Linked DNA regions of Sus scrofa: region 2 is linked to region 1. Evidence: chromatin contacts called from public Hi-C data. All regions are on one chromosome and are shown on one strand. Each heading gives the region's core, a stretch centred on a gene start, on an enhancer-like site or on the middle of the called end of the contact. The rest is flanking DNA. Distances are from core to core; before and after follow the strand shown. Region 1 holds the start of MICAL2 (F-actin-methionine sulfoxide oxidase MICAL2). Region 2 has its middle 28 kb from the start of DKK3.

Region 1 (5,868 bases), core at 1,222-3,721:
AGAAACCCCCAGAGTCCAGCAGGATATCCCATGGTTACTGCTTTGTCCAGAGAAGGGACAGCTGTGTTCTTCTGTCCCTATTCCTCCCCACCCTCCAGGGCGATGGCCAGCAAGGGTGGCTTGAATGTGGTGGCAAGGGGCTCTGTCCACTGGTTCAAGAGGTCTCAAGGCTTATCTCCCTTCTTTCAGTGAGGCTCCATCAGCTCCCAGCTTGGCCTACATCCAAGGAGAAAAGCTCATTCTTCAGCCCTCAGACCCACTTAGTAAGGGTCCTTCTTACCTGAGCACACCCACTATCCACCCTCCCTGCCTTCCCTTCCCCCAAGTTAAAAAAGGTTGGGAGTAAGGTTGGGGAAGAGGAGGCAGAGATCCTAGGAACACATTAATAAGTTTTAGAGTTACTAGAATGTCTATGCTCAGCAGGATTACCTCTGTAAAACTTGGTGGGCCCTTAGTGTTCCTGAAGCAGTGTTAAATTTGTTTAATTTGGAGAACACGTGCTATAGATAAGATGATGGGAATTATAAAAAATAAAATTGATAAAGAATACAACTCCCATAGCACTGTGTACTTCCAACCCATCAGCTGAATGGTAAGTTACATGAATGTAAGCCTCATATCCAGTTCTCAGTAGCACCTATGAAGTGAATGAATGGCTCTGTCTCCATCTCCATCCTAGCACAGGTGTCTCAGGCCCAGGCCGGAAGCAAGAGGCCTGTGGCCAGTGAGGATTTGGACTAGGGGCAGAGGTAACCCTGTTTCTTTGACCAGTCACTCTGTAAATAAGAAAGGCCTATGCTGGTCTCATCTCCTGTCCCTGACAGAGCCCAGGCCTGAGCTCAACAGAGTGTTTGGGATGGTCAGGTCCCAGAGCAGTTCCTTCAGGGATAGATCTGGCCTATAGGTATGGGCAGGACTGCAGAGACCCCAGTGCACAGTGATTAGGCTTGCAGATTCTGGAATCCAGAATCATATCTACACGCTGAAACTTATTAACTGCGTGACCTTGTTAAGTTACTTAACCTCCTGAGTCTCAGTGTTCACATCTGTAAAAGAGGATGATAATAAAAATGCATACTGCACAGAGCCACTGTCAGAATTAAACGAGATAATGTGCAGAGAGGACATCCTAACAACTGGCACCGCAGGCAGAGTTCCATCAGAGAGGAGAGCTGCCCCTCTGAGCATCAGTGCTGACTGAGTCTTGCAAACCAAGCAGGGTTGGCTTTTGCTGAAAGTTCACCTACAGGAAGTCGACTGAATTCTGAGGATGCTAAGAGAGCAACTATGTAGGACAGTCCCTAGGAAAACCTAACAGGCCTCAAGTAGGATCACATGATAAGGAGCATGGAAAGAAATAAGGGGCAAACTGCTCTGCCTGTACTTGCTTGGCAAGGGAACATAGTCTTTCCAGAGGGTGGTCTGATGCTGTGGAAATTCCAACAGTCTGGAGCTACAACTGTTTTCTCACTGCCCAAGCCTGCCTGTTTTCCTTCCCTTTGTGTCAGTTCTGTTCCAAGAACATTTATATTGGGCCAAGCCCATGAGAGGTTCCTGGGCCACCGAGATGAGTAAGACATAGCTCCTGCCCGTGGGATCCCTGTTTCATGATCAAGGCTACTAAGGCAGTCTGCCAAAGGTGTTTGCAGTATTTGCAGTTCACAAAGTGGCTTCACGCCCCTCTCACATTGTTCACACTGACTTTTCTGTGAATCCTGCCCTTTGGAGCTGTGGGCAACTGGTGAGGGTGGGCAGAGCGGAGATTAAAGTAGTTACTTGATGGCCAAGAGAAGAGAGTACTTGGGTGATTTGACTAAGGTCCTACGTGGTCTACACCGCTGCCTCTCTTCCCAACAGTTTTATTATTAAAATAATTTTTTATTATAGTTGATTCACAATGTTCTGTCAATTTCTGCTGTACAGCAAAGCCCGTCAGTTTTATTCTAAGCAAGGCCAGTCCAGGTGAGAGGAAGAGCCTCTCCGCTAGCAGGCGTTTCCTGAAGCCCAGGGTGATCAAGGACTAAAGCAAGGAGGGAGGTTCACAGTACTGGAAGTGCTGTGCTGCTCCCTCAAGTCCAAAAGGGGACGCTGAGGCTTGCTTTCCAGCTGCCTGTGCTAAGGAGGGTTAGGCTCAGCCCTCACCTCTCCCTAGGTATTAGAATACCTGCACGGGGTGGGGGTGGGTTTCATCTAGCGGCATCACCACTCCCCGCCCTTATCGGCCCTAGCGAGTCTTAGGCCTGCACTGGTCCGGGTGGGAGCATTGGCTGCCCCCTACCCTCAGCGGCTCAGGGCTACAGCCCACGTGCGCCCGCAGCAGCCGTGGTGACAGCTGGCCCCACAGGGGCGGGGCCAGCGGGGAGCGGGGGTGGGCTCCGCGCCGCGCTGCCATTGGCCGTGGGCCTCGGGCTTGGGGGCGGGACTGCACCCCCGGCTGCACAGGCATTGGCCGCGCCTCCGATGGGGGCGGATCCCCGTCCTGGTAGCCGCGCGGCGCAGAACTGCAGGCGCTTGCCCGGCGAACCCTGCGCGGGGCCGCCTAGCTCGCTCCCAGCTCAGCTGGCGGCCTCAGGGTCCCGACCGCAGCGCCCGCGGCCCTAGGCGAAGGCAGGGGCTCACCCGAGGCTCGGCGGCTGATGAGGCTCTCGGTAAGGCCGGGGAGAAGGCGATCGCGGGGCTCCGGGATGGGCGGGTGGGGACCGTGGCAGCCGAGCCTGAACTCTGCGCCCTGGCCCGCGCCAGGGAGGGTCAGGTGCGGCCACAGCATCTCCCGCCTCAGAACCACCCGGCGGGGCGCCCAGCGAGCAGGTGGCTCTGCCTAAGGAGGCCGGGACTGCCCCCATCGGTCTCTAAATCGACTAGAATGCAGTACCTCGAACTATTATTCTGCCCCCCAGCACCCAAATTCTTCAGTTCTAAGCCTGGAAAATACCCAAATGTCGATATGGAGGGAGCGCGATACGCCAGCAGTACCGCCTGCCACCCAGGCAGAAGATCATTCCCAAACTTATCTTCCCATGATTTGGGCCCAGCGCGGGTCGCCGGTCACGTTCTTTCCTGGCCCTGCTGGGTGCCCACCCAACCCCCGCCTAGTTCCCCTCCCTCCTTAACAACAGGAAGTTAAGTTGGGCCAATTGTCGGTGGCCTGGGCGCCTGCGGGCTAGGACTGGGTCTGGGGCCGCTGCGTGGCCCTAGGAGCTGCTGCCCTGTCCTTTCTGAGCCCCGTGGCCCGGCAGCCCGAGGTCACCTCAGGCCCGGGGGCACCCCCACTGGGGCGTCCGCCTTGCTGTTGCCGACCGGCCCTGGGGAGAAGTGCCACTGACTAGGCTCCCAGGCCGGGGCAGGTGGGGTTAACTTTATCCTAGGCCAGCCTCGCGGCAAAGCTGGGAACAGCCTTTACTGGATGGGGAGGAGGCGTGTTGAAACCAGAGTAAACGTGTGTCTCTTTCCACATTGTTTATTCTAAAGCCTGGGTTCTTAAAGCCCAAAGAGCTTTTATTTGGAGGCACATGGATAATGCCTGGACCTTAAGCATCTTGTGGACCCTCTTGCTGTTGGTCTTGCCTTGCTCCCTACAGTCTTCAGTGGCTTCTGTGAAGGGTCAAGTTGCTAACCAGCCTCCTTCTGGGCTGGTCCCATGGGAAAAGAACCAGCAGGCGGGTTGACCCTCAGATGTTTGATTGCCTGGGTGCCTGTTCCTGTCCCTTTCCCAGGGGAAGTTGACCCAAGTGGGCCTTAAGTTCCAGGGCAGCACCACCCGGTGTTCTGGAGGCTCTTATTATAGTAAGAATTCGCCTTCAGACAGAGAGAAGATAGATTTATTAAGTGCCTACTGAGGAACAGCTCCTGCCCTGTGGCCCTTGTGCAGCCAATTTCATGGTAACTCTCCAAAACCTCTGAGAGTTTTGCCCTCCTCATTTTAGAGATGAAGAAACAGACTCAGGTAGGGTGAGTGCCCAAGGACACAGAGAAAGTGGCTGAGCCAGGGTTTGAACCAGCCTCTGCCAGAGCTCAGTCCAGTGCTCTTCGTGCTGCCCCATGGCTGTGAAAAGTGGTGTACTGTGCTGCAGGCTCATGGCCTCCCAGGGTGCCTGGAGTCTTCTGGTTTCTGAAAAGATTCCACCTGAAGATACTGGGGGTGCTTCTTTAGCCAAGTGCTGGAACTGACCTGGGTTAACCCAGGTTGTTCAACCTGCAGATCCCTTGGCCACCCTGTCCTCCCTCAAGGGGGATGGTGGGTGTTGATCATTTGTGATGCGAAGGGATTGATTGTTGGTGTGTGGGTCCTATTTGAGGGGGAGGCCTGGCCCTGCCATTGACTTGGCCCTCGCTCTCAAAGTTGGCTTCTGGGATGGTCTAGGAGGACCTTTAGCTAAAATAACCTGTACCTTAGGACTGATTCTAGTTTAATTTTTTTTGGGTGGGGGCAGGTGTTCAGGTATACTAGTTATGGTTGTAAGGTGATTGAGATCCACCGTTTGAGCATACTTTTATGAAAAATGAAACCACAGCCTCCTTTATTCAAGCCCAGGGCTCTGGCTTTGGGCTTATCACTCCCTTCTGAAAGAAAATCGTGATTAGCCTAATACCAATCAGTTATACTTTAGTACCAACCAGTTACACTTTAGTATAAATCAGTTTAAGGACTAAGGCTGGTTGTAGCTTGGTCATTGGAAACCTCTTCCTGGGAACTGAAAGGAGCAGAGGAGCACCTCCGTAAGCCCTTTCTGCCTATGATGTGGTGTTTCTATTCTCTCTGTCCATGGCTCCATCCCAATCTGGGTGTGCCTTCCAGTCATGGGCCTGCACCTTTCACTCCCTACTGTTGAAGGTGGAGGTCCTGCCTTTTTTCGGGTGTGTGTTGGGGGGCTGCACCCGAGGCCTTTGGAGGTTCCCAGGCTAGGGGTCAGATCAGAGCTACTCCTGCTGGCCTACACCACAGCCACAGCCACTCGGGATCCAAGCCGCATCTTTGACCCACACTACAGCTCATGGCAGTGTCAGATCCTTAACCCACTGAGTGAGGCCAGGGATCGAATCTGCGTCCTCATGGATGCTAGTTAGATTCGTTTCCACTGAGCCACAACAGGAACTCCAGATCCTGCTTTCTTGGAGGAGAGCCTTGACTCTGGTGGGAGGGGTGGGGTATCGGTGCAAGAAGATTGGGGCTAAAGTAAACATTGTCAATTTTCGAGGCCTTTCCAAGACTAGGGGGTGTCTATGGTTTAAAGGCCCAGGAAAGGGAACACTGTTTATTATGCAGGGACTTTTCATTCTTTATATCATTTGACCCACATTAGCTCTCTAAAGAGGTAGGTGAGGTTATTCCCATTTTATAGATGAGGAAACTGAGGCTCAGGAAGGTTAAAACTTGCTGCTCTTATACAGCTAGTGAGTGATCAAGTTAGAATTCTGGCCTCAGTCTACAAGTAAGGTCTGTATGGTGAATTAAGCCCTAAGGGAAGCAGGCTTGGTGTTTGTAGCCCCCTGCTGTGCTTAGGATTCCTCAGCTTATATTGTAAATGTCACATGTGGACATGTCCTTCCACCCTACTGTGAAATGACATTTAAAACACTCATAATCTTTATTTATTTATTTATTTATTTATTTTCTGGTTCTCACAAATCCTCCTTGCTCTTTGCTTTATGGCCCCTTTGCCTTTTATACGAGGCTTCGTTAGGATATCTATCCTTTGTTTAAAAATACGAGCACTTTCAAACACAAAAATAGAATAGAGTTCCCTTTGTGGCTCAGCAGTTAACGAACCCGACTAGGAGGCATGAGGTCGTGGGTTCAATCCCTGGCCTCATGCAATGGGTTAAGGATCTGGCATTGCCGTGAGCTGTGGTGTAGGTGGCAGATGCGGC
Region 2 (6,409 bases), core at 2,021-4,520, 56 kb before region 1:
ACTGGAAGGGAGAGGACCCCCCTGCTGTGTATTGACATGTAACCAGGTGGGGCCTGGGTGGCCTCTGATAGCCCCCATTGGTCAGCAGGGCCCCATCCCATCTTCTTCCTGCTGAGCTTGGACCCACTGGCACTCTGCAAGCTGGCCAGGAGGTGGCGCCAAAGTGCTGCCAATAATAGCCTAGTAGGCACCTGGCTCCCTCTGCAGGGCCAGAGCCCACCTTGGGTTGCTGTGACCAGGGTCCTAGTCTCTGACAACTGTGGAGCCGCAGGCGCCTTGATGGCGAAGGTCAAGAAGGCTCCCATCATTCCTCACTGCTGGCTCGTGCTCAGAGAGGCTGGGCTCTGAGTCACCCACTGTACCGCTGCCCCTGCCCAGGGCCTGGCACCCCCTGTGGGAAATGGAAGGACAGGAGGCCACACAAGGACTGGGAAGGTTTCTTATCATCACAATGACTTCCGTGTCCTAGGCCTGGAGGCTGAGCCAACAGGGAACTCTGCCGTCATTAAGATCCCGTGTGCCTGGAATGGGTTACACATTTATTGCGACACTGTCCCTTGGAGTCATAACCCTGGGGGTCCTGGGTGAGGCTAGGAGGGGAGGACTCCTTGAGCCAGTTGCCCTGGTAACAAGCAGCCTCACTCATTGTACAATTATTATTTTATTTTTCTCTTCTACTAACAAATGTCTATTATTGACTTAGCATGAACATGGTTGGGTAGCAGTGTTCTAGTGTTATCCTGTTCAATATGGTAGCCACAAGCCACAGGTGACTATTTAAATTCCAATGAATTAAACTTAAATAAAATTTGGGAGTTCCCATTGTGGCTCAGCAGGTTAAGAACCCGGCATAGTGGCCATGAAGATGTGGGTTTGATCCCTGGCCTCGATCACTGGGTTAAGGATTGGGTGTTGCTGTGGCTGTGGCATGGGCTGGCAGCTGCAGCTCCAATTCAACCCCTAGCCCAGGAAATTCTATATGCCGCAGGTGTGACCATAGAAAGAAAAAAAATGACATAAAATTTAAAATCCAGTTCCTGAAGTTCCTGTCACGGCGCAATGGAAACAAATCCAACCAGGAACCATGAGGTTGCGGGTTTGATCCCTGGCCTCGCTCGGTGGGTTAAAGAGCTGGTGTTGCCGTGAGCTGTGGTGTAGGTCGCAGACTCAGATCTGCCATTATTGTGGCTGTGTTGTAGGCTGGCAGCTACAGCTTTGATTTGACCCCTAGCCTGGGAATCTCCATATGCCACGGGTGCAGCCCTTCAAAGACAAAAGACAAAAGACAAATCAAATCAAATCAAATCCAGTTCCTTAGTCACACTCACATTTCAGGTCCTCAGTGGCCATCTGGCTGATGGCTACCCTACTGGATAGTATAGAACTAAACATTTCCATAATTGCAGAAAGTTCTGGACAGCACTGACCTTGTGCTTGTGCTAACCTTTCTAGCCAGGGCGTGCTGTAGAATTTCAGAGAGTTCTCGACACTCTAGCACACCGCCTTCCACTGCCACGGTTATTGCAAGGTAACAGAGAGATGGAGTTGGACAGACCTAGGATTAAATCCTGACGTTGCCACTTGCTTGTTCTGTGAAGAAGTCCCACAGCCTCCCTCGGCCTCTGTTTTCTCATCTAGGAGATGCGGATGCTATTTCCCCACTCCCACAGTTATTGGGAGGATTCAATGAGGGAGGGCACGTGAGTCACCAGATGCAGTGCCCGGCACGTCGTTTTATACCCTGACCCTGACTTGGTTTACTTGCATCAACTCACCTACGGGCCCTTATCACTGGTCTGTACTATGTCCAGACCTGTGTCGGGTTCCAGGGCTTATTCACAAGGAACACAGGGCTTGATACTAGGAGATTGCAATCTAGGTGGGAGGGCGAGATAAGTGCTGTGAAGCAACCTGAAAACAGTTCTTAGGCAATCCATGGGGCAGGGTGTCATCCTGTGATATGGGGCCGGGTGGGGAAGGTGCTGTCGGGGGAGGTTTCTCTGAGAAGGCCTCGTAGGGGGAGGGGTGGCCCTAGAGCTGGGCTGGAAGGCAGCACAGGGCGTGGGCTGGCAGAGAAAGGTGTTGTGGCAGAGGAACAGCAGGAGCAAAGACAGGCTCAGAGGTGGGGTGGGGCGGGCCTGAGCTCACGCAGGTTTTCCCGGAGAAACCCCTGGGAAGGTTTGCTGAGAACATCACTCAGCTCTTGGAAGCCAGGCTGAGGTGCTTAGGAGTTTGATGAAGTTGATGCTTCCCAGGTAGGTGGGACCTTGAGCTGAGAAATGACCTTGAGCTGAGAAATGGCCAGAAGGTGGGGAAGATGGTGCTGGTAGCCCAGGAAGAGGGTCTGGGAGGGAGATCCTGAAGACAGGGGGCGCTGGGCTAGATGTGACCCCAGAGGACGTCTTGGGGCAGCACAAGCTGCCACTTACCCAGAGATGGTAACATGCCATGAGCTCAGATTGCTGTGTCCAAACGTGGCAAGCAGAGGCGACACGTGGTTGCCGTGTACAAGAAGGTGGCATCTAATAGGGAGTGGGGGGGGTTTGGATATGAAGAGGAAACCGGGTGGAAGAAATGCATATACAGCCTATCAGAATTGGAGCCCCAGCTCCTCACTCAGGTGGGAAAAAAAAAAAAATGATGAGGGCTCAGGCAGCTTAAGGAAAGAGGAACGTGTTTACAGAGAGGACTGGATATCTGAGGATCAGGGCTGGGCACAAAGTCATTAGGCAGCAATGCACACGCACACATACACACATGCATGCGTGTGCATGTGCACATGCCTGTATAGACACACCTACACAGACACAAGTACACATGGGTAAACCCCCCCCCCAGTTTACGTAAGCATGCTAGTCATACCCAAAGACCCTTAAGGAAACATGCATCTGGGTATCTGTGCAAATGCACGTGTGTGCACACATACAGACATGCATATGTCCTCTTCCAATCCAGCCTATCCTTCCAGGGCTGGAGCTGGGGCTGGTGTTGGATTTACAGCAACCACAGCCAGGAAGCATCTGTCCTCCTGGGCACTCAGTGTATTTCTGATGGAGGTTTCTCCAGGCTCTGCTTGTAAACACTATTTATTTTGGAAAGCCATTTCTCTGTTTGCAAATAAAAAGTTAGGACATGCGGTATTGGATTTCCCTGATCCAACACTGACCTAGAAAATGTGCTGGCAGGAACAGAAAATGTGATGCCCCACTGTACTGGCAGGCACAAGTGCATTTCACTCTTCTTGGCTCTGACTACAAAGGTTAAGATGCAAGAGAAGGGGCCAGGGCCACCTCCCTGCCTGAGCAGCACTCTCACTGCAGAGCTGGGGGGAGCTGAGACAGTGCTTGGGGGTGTCCAGCAGGCCTCTGTGCTCGTGGCCTTGGAGAACAGGCTGGCAGGGGAATCAGAGCAGCTGGGGAGGGGGCTCTGGAGCAGCTGCCCATCACAGGGGCTGGTGACAGGGTCCAGCATGGAGAGAGCAAGCCACTCCAGCACATGCAAAACATAGATAGGGATGGAGGTTCCTCAGAAAACTAAAAATGGAGCAGCCATATAATGCAGAAATCCCACTCCTGGGCATATACCCAGACGGAACTATAATTTGAAAAGATACATGCTCCCCTATGTTCATAGCAGCACTATTTATAAGAGCCAAGGCATGGAAACAACTTAAATGTCCGCTGACAGATGAATGGTACAGAAGATGTGATAGGTATATACAATGGAATACTACTAAGCCATAAAAAAGATTGAAATAAGGTCATTTGCAGCAACATGGATGCAGCTAGATTATCATACTAAGGGAAGTCAGAAAGAGAAAGACAAATACTATAGAATATCACATATATGTGAAATCTAAAATACGACACCAGTTGGCATATTTACAACACAGAAACAGACTCACAGTTATAGAGAACACCTTGTAGTTGCCAAGTGGGGAAGGGGTAGAGGACTGGGAGTCTGGGATTCGTAGAGGCAAACTACTATATATAAGACAGATGGAGTTCCCGTCGTGGTGCAGTGGAAGTGAATTCAACTAGGAACTGTGAGGTTGTGGGTTCGATCCCTGGCTAACGTCAGTGGGTTAAGGATCCGGCATTGCCATGAGCTGTGGTGGAGGTTGCAGATGCGACTTGGATCCTGTGTTGCTATGGCTGTGATATAGGCCAGCAGCTGTAGCTCCAATTCAGCCCCTAGCCTGGGAACATCCATATGCCACAGGAGTGGCCCTAAAAAGACCCAAAAAAAAAAAAAAAAAAAAAAAAGATGGATAAACTACAAGGTCCTACTGTATAGCACAGGGAACTATATTCGATATTCGATGTCCTGTGATAAACCACAGTGGAAAAGAATATAAAAAAGAATGTACATATATGGATAACTGAGTCACTTTGCTGTACAGCAGGAATTAACCCAACATTATAAATCAACTCTATGTCAATAAATACTAAAAATGGATGGGGCCCAGCTAAAGGGATCCCCAGAATTGCCATCAAGGAACCCCAGGCACTGCAACTTCAGCTCTGGGTGTGGATTGAGGCAGGCTCCTGTTGTTGGGGAAGCTTAGGTTTCCAGGAGGCAGAGCAGTCAGGCCCAGCTGCAGGTTGGCGACAGGCTCATGGGGGCCTGGGACCTATTCACATAGAGTAGAAGCAGAACCAGAGGGGAGGGTCCAAGCAGGAGCCCTGCCTCATGCCGGGAACAGGAAAATCCAGGGTCTCTTGGGGGACCTGGTCCTGGTCTGAGCAGCACTGAAGGAGACCCAAGAAGCCATATGCACCCCATTGTCTCAACCGAGACACAGAATCCTTCCAAATCCCTCAGCTGAGCAGGTGACTTATTTCTGGACCTAAGACTGGGGTTCATATTCTGTCCACACTTCCTCAAGGATGTCAGAAAGGTAATAGGCCTAGCGACAAAATAAGTGCTTAACCAATTTGAGATCAAATCTCGGCTTCACCTGTCACTAGCTGGGTAGCCTGGTGCAGCTACTCATCTGTGCCTTAGTATCTTCACCTGCAGAATGAGATAATAATAAAAGGTGCCTCACAGAATTGTTGGGGATTAAATGACTTCATATCCATAGATCACTTTTGGACATTGCCTGGTGCTTTGTAAGCGCAACTCCTGTGTACTATGATGTTAAATCTTATTCATAACAATGTATTGATATACTCATTCACTTCTTCATTCAACAAGTGTCAGAGACTTGGAAGCCAGCAGTGAAAAAGAGACAATAAACCCTGCGGTAGGTAGAATGAGGACCCCCCCCAAGACATCTATGCCCTAATCCCCAGAACAGGTGTGTTGTCTTACATGGGAAGGGGGAATTAAGGCTGCTAATCAGCTGACCAGAAGATAGGGTATTTCTTGGACCACCCGGGAGGCCCAACCTGATCACGAGGGTCCCTGTAGGTAGAAGCGGACAGAAGAGGCAGAGGCAGAGATAACAGGTGGTGAAGCAGAGGTCGGGGAGTGGGGGTGGGGTGGGGGGAGTGATTTTGGGTTTTGAAGATGCACGAGGGCTCTGGGCTGAGGGGTGCGGGCTGCCTCTGAAGGCTGGAAAAGGCCAGGAAATAGCTTCTCTCCCCTGGAGCCTCCAGAAAAGAATGAAGCTCTGATTTTAGGTCAGTGAGACTTCTGACCTTGAGAACCATAGGATAATAACGTCCTTGAGAACCGTAGGATAAGTCGCTCCATTTGTGGGAATTTGTAACAGCAGCAATAGAATTACTAACACAAACCCTCCGTCATGGGGCTTACATTCTCATAGGAGATAGGCAATAAGGAAAATAACTAAATACACAGTGTGTGGGATGGGCAGTTCTCTCCTTCCTGGGGGTGGTGAGCCAGGCTGCTGAGCTCAGATGCAGCAGAGGGAGGAGGGGGAGGGAGAGGCAGGATGGGGCTTGTCAGCCTATGGTTCCCCCTCCCCGCCCCCCACCAGGATGCCCCTCCCACCCCGCACCTGACTGAAGGGCAGGGCTGCTCCATCCCGGTGCTTCTAGGTTCTGGTCGGCTGCATACCCAAGGATGTCCTGCTCCTGGGCCCTGGGCCGGGGAGGGGGCTTGTATGCAGCGTCCAGTCCAGGAGTGGGTGGGGCCTGCTGCCAGAAGCCCAGAGCAATTAGCATGTTCTTCAGATGCCTGCTGGTGGGGAGATGAGAACACATGATTTACCAACGTGAGTCAGGAGTGAAAGCCAAGGCCAGGCGCCCGCCTCAGGAAGAACTCTCTGGGTTTCTGTAATTACAAGCTCTGGATTGAGCATAATAAGGAGCACCAAGAATCCTCCCATGAGGAGGCTGTAAACCACGACGCGGGCTTGGCTTTCATCTTGCCTGGCTGCTCATAGAAGCCTTCCTCTTTCATCTTCAAGGTCTTTAATTGGCAGCCTGAGCCCAGAGAA

The links. A called contact is a pair of places that touch in the nucleus more often than the background predicts.
Region 2: a contact with region 1 is called in a Hi-C map of skeletal muscle, with 4 times the contacts expected there. The contact joins the enhancer-like site here to the promoter of MICAL2 in region 1. A contact is called at or near these places in 1 of 5 promoter capture datasets (liver), 9 of 47 Hi-C or Micro-C datasets (adipocytes, embryonic fibroblasts, epiblast stem cells and 3 more) and 2 of 2 datasets of contacts at active chromatin or transcription factors (alveolar macrophages and skeletal muscle).

Annotation. Positions count from the first base shown.
Region 1 is chr2:47,298,690-47,304,557 of Sscrofa11.1, reverse strand. It overlaps MICAL2 (F-actin-methionine sulfoxide oxidase MICAL2), which reads left to right and starts at 2,471. Exons shown (of 38, transcript XM_021083313.1): 1 at 2,471-2,648.
Region 2 is chr2:47,355,197-47,361,605 of Sscrofa11.1, reverse strand. No RefSeq gene overlaps it. Among named protein-coding and RNA genes, the nearest start is that of DKK3, 28 kb to the left of the region's middle. Within about 2 kb of position 3,270, at least 10 of the 83 cell types and tissues checked have an H3K27ac peak or open chromatin away from gene starts, as enhancers often do. A contact at or near this core is called in skeletal muscle, where this site is marked.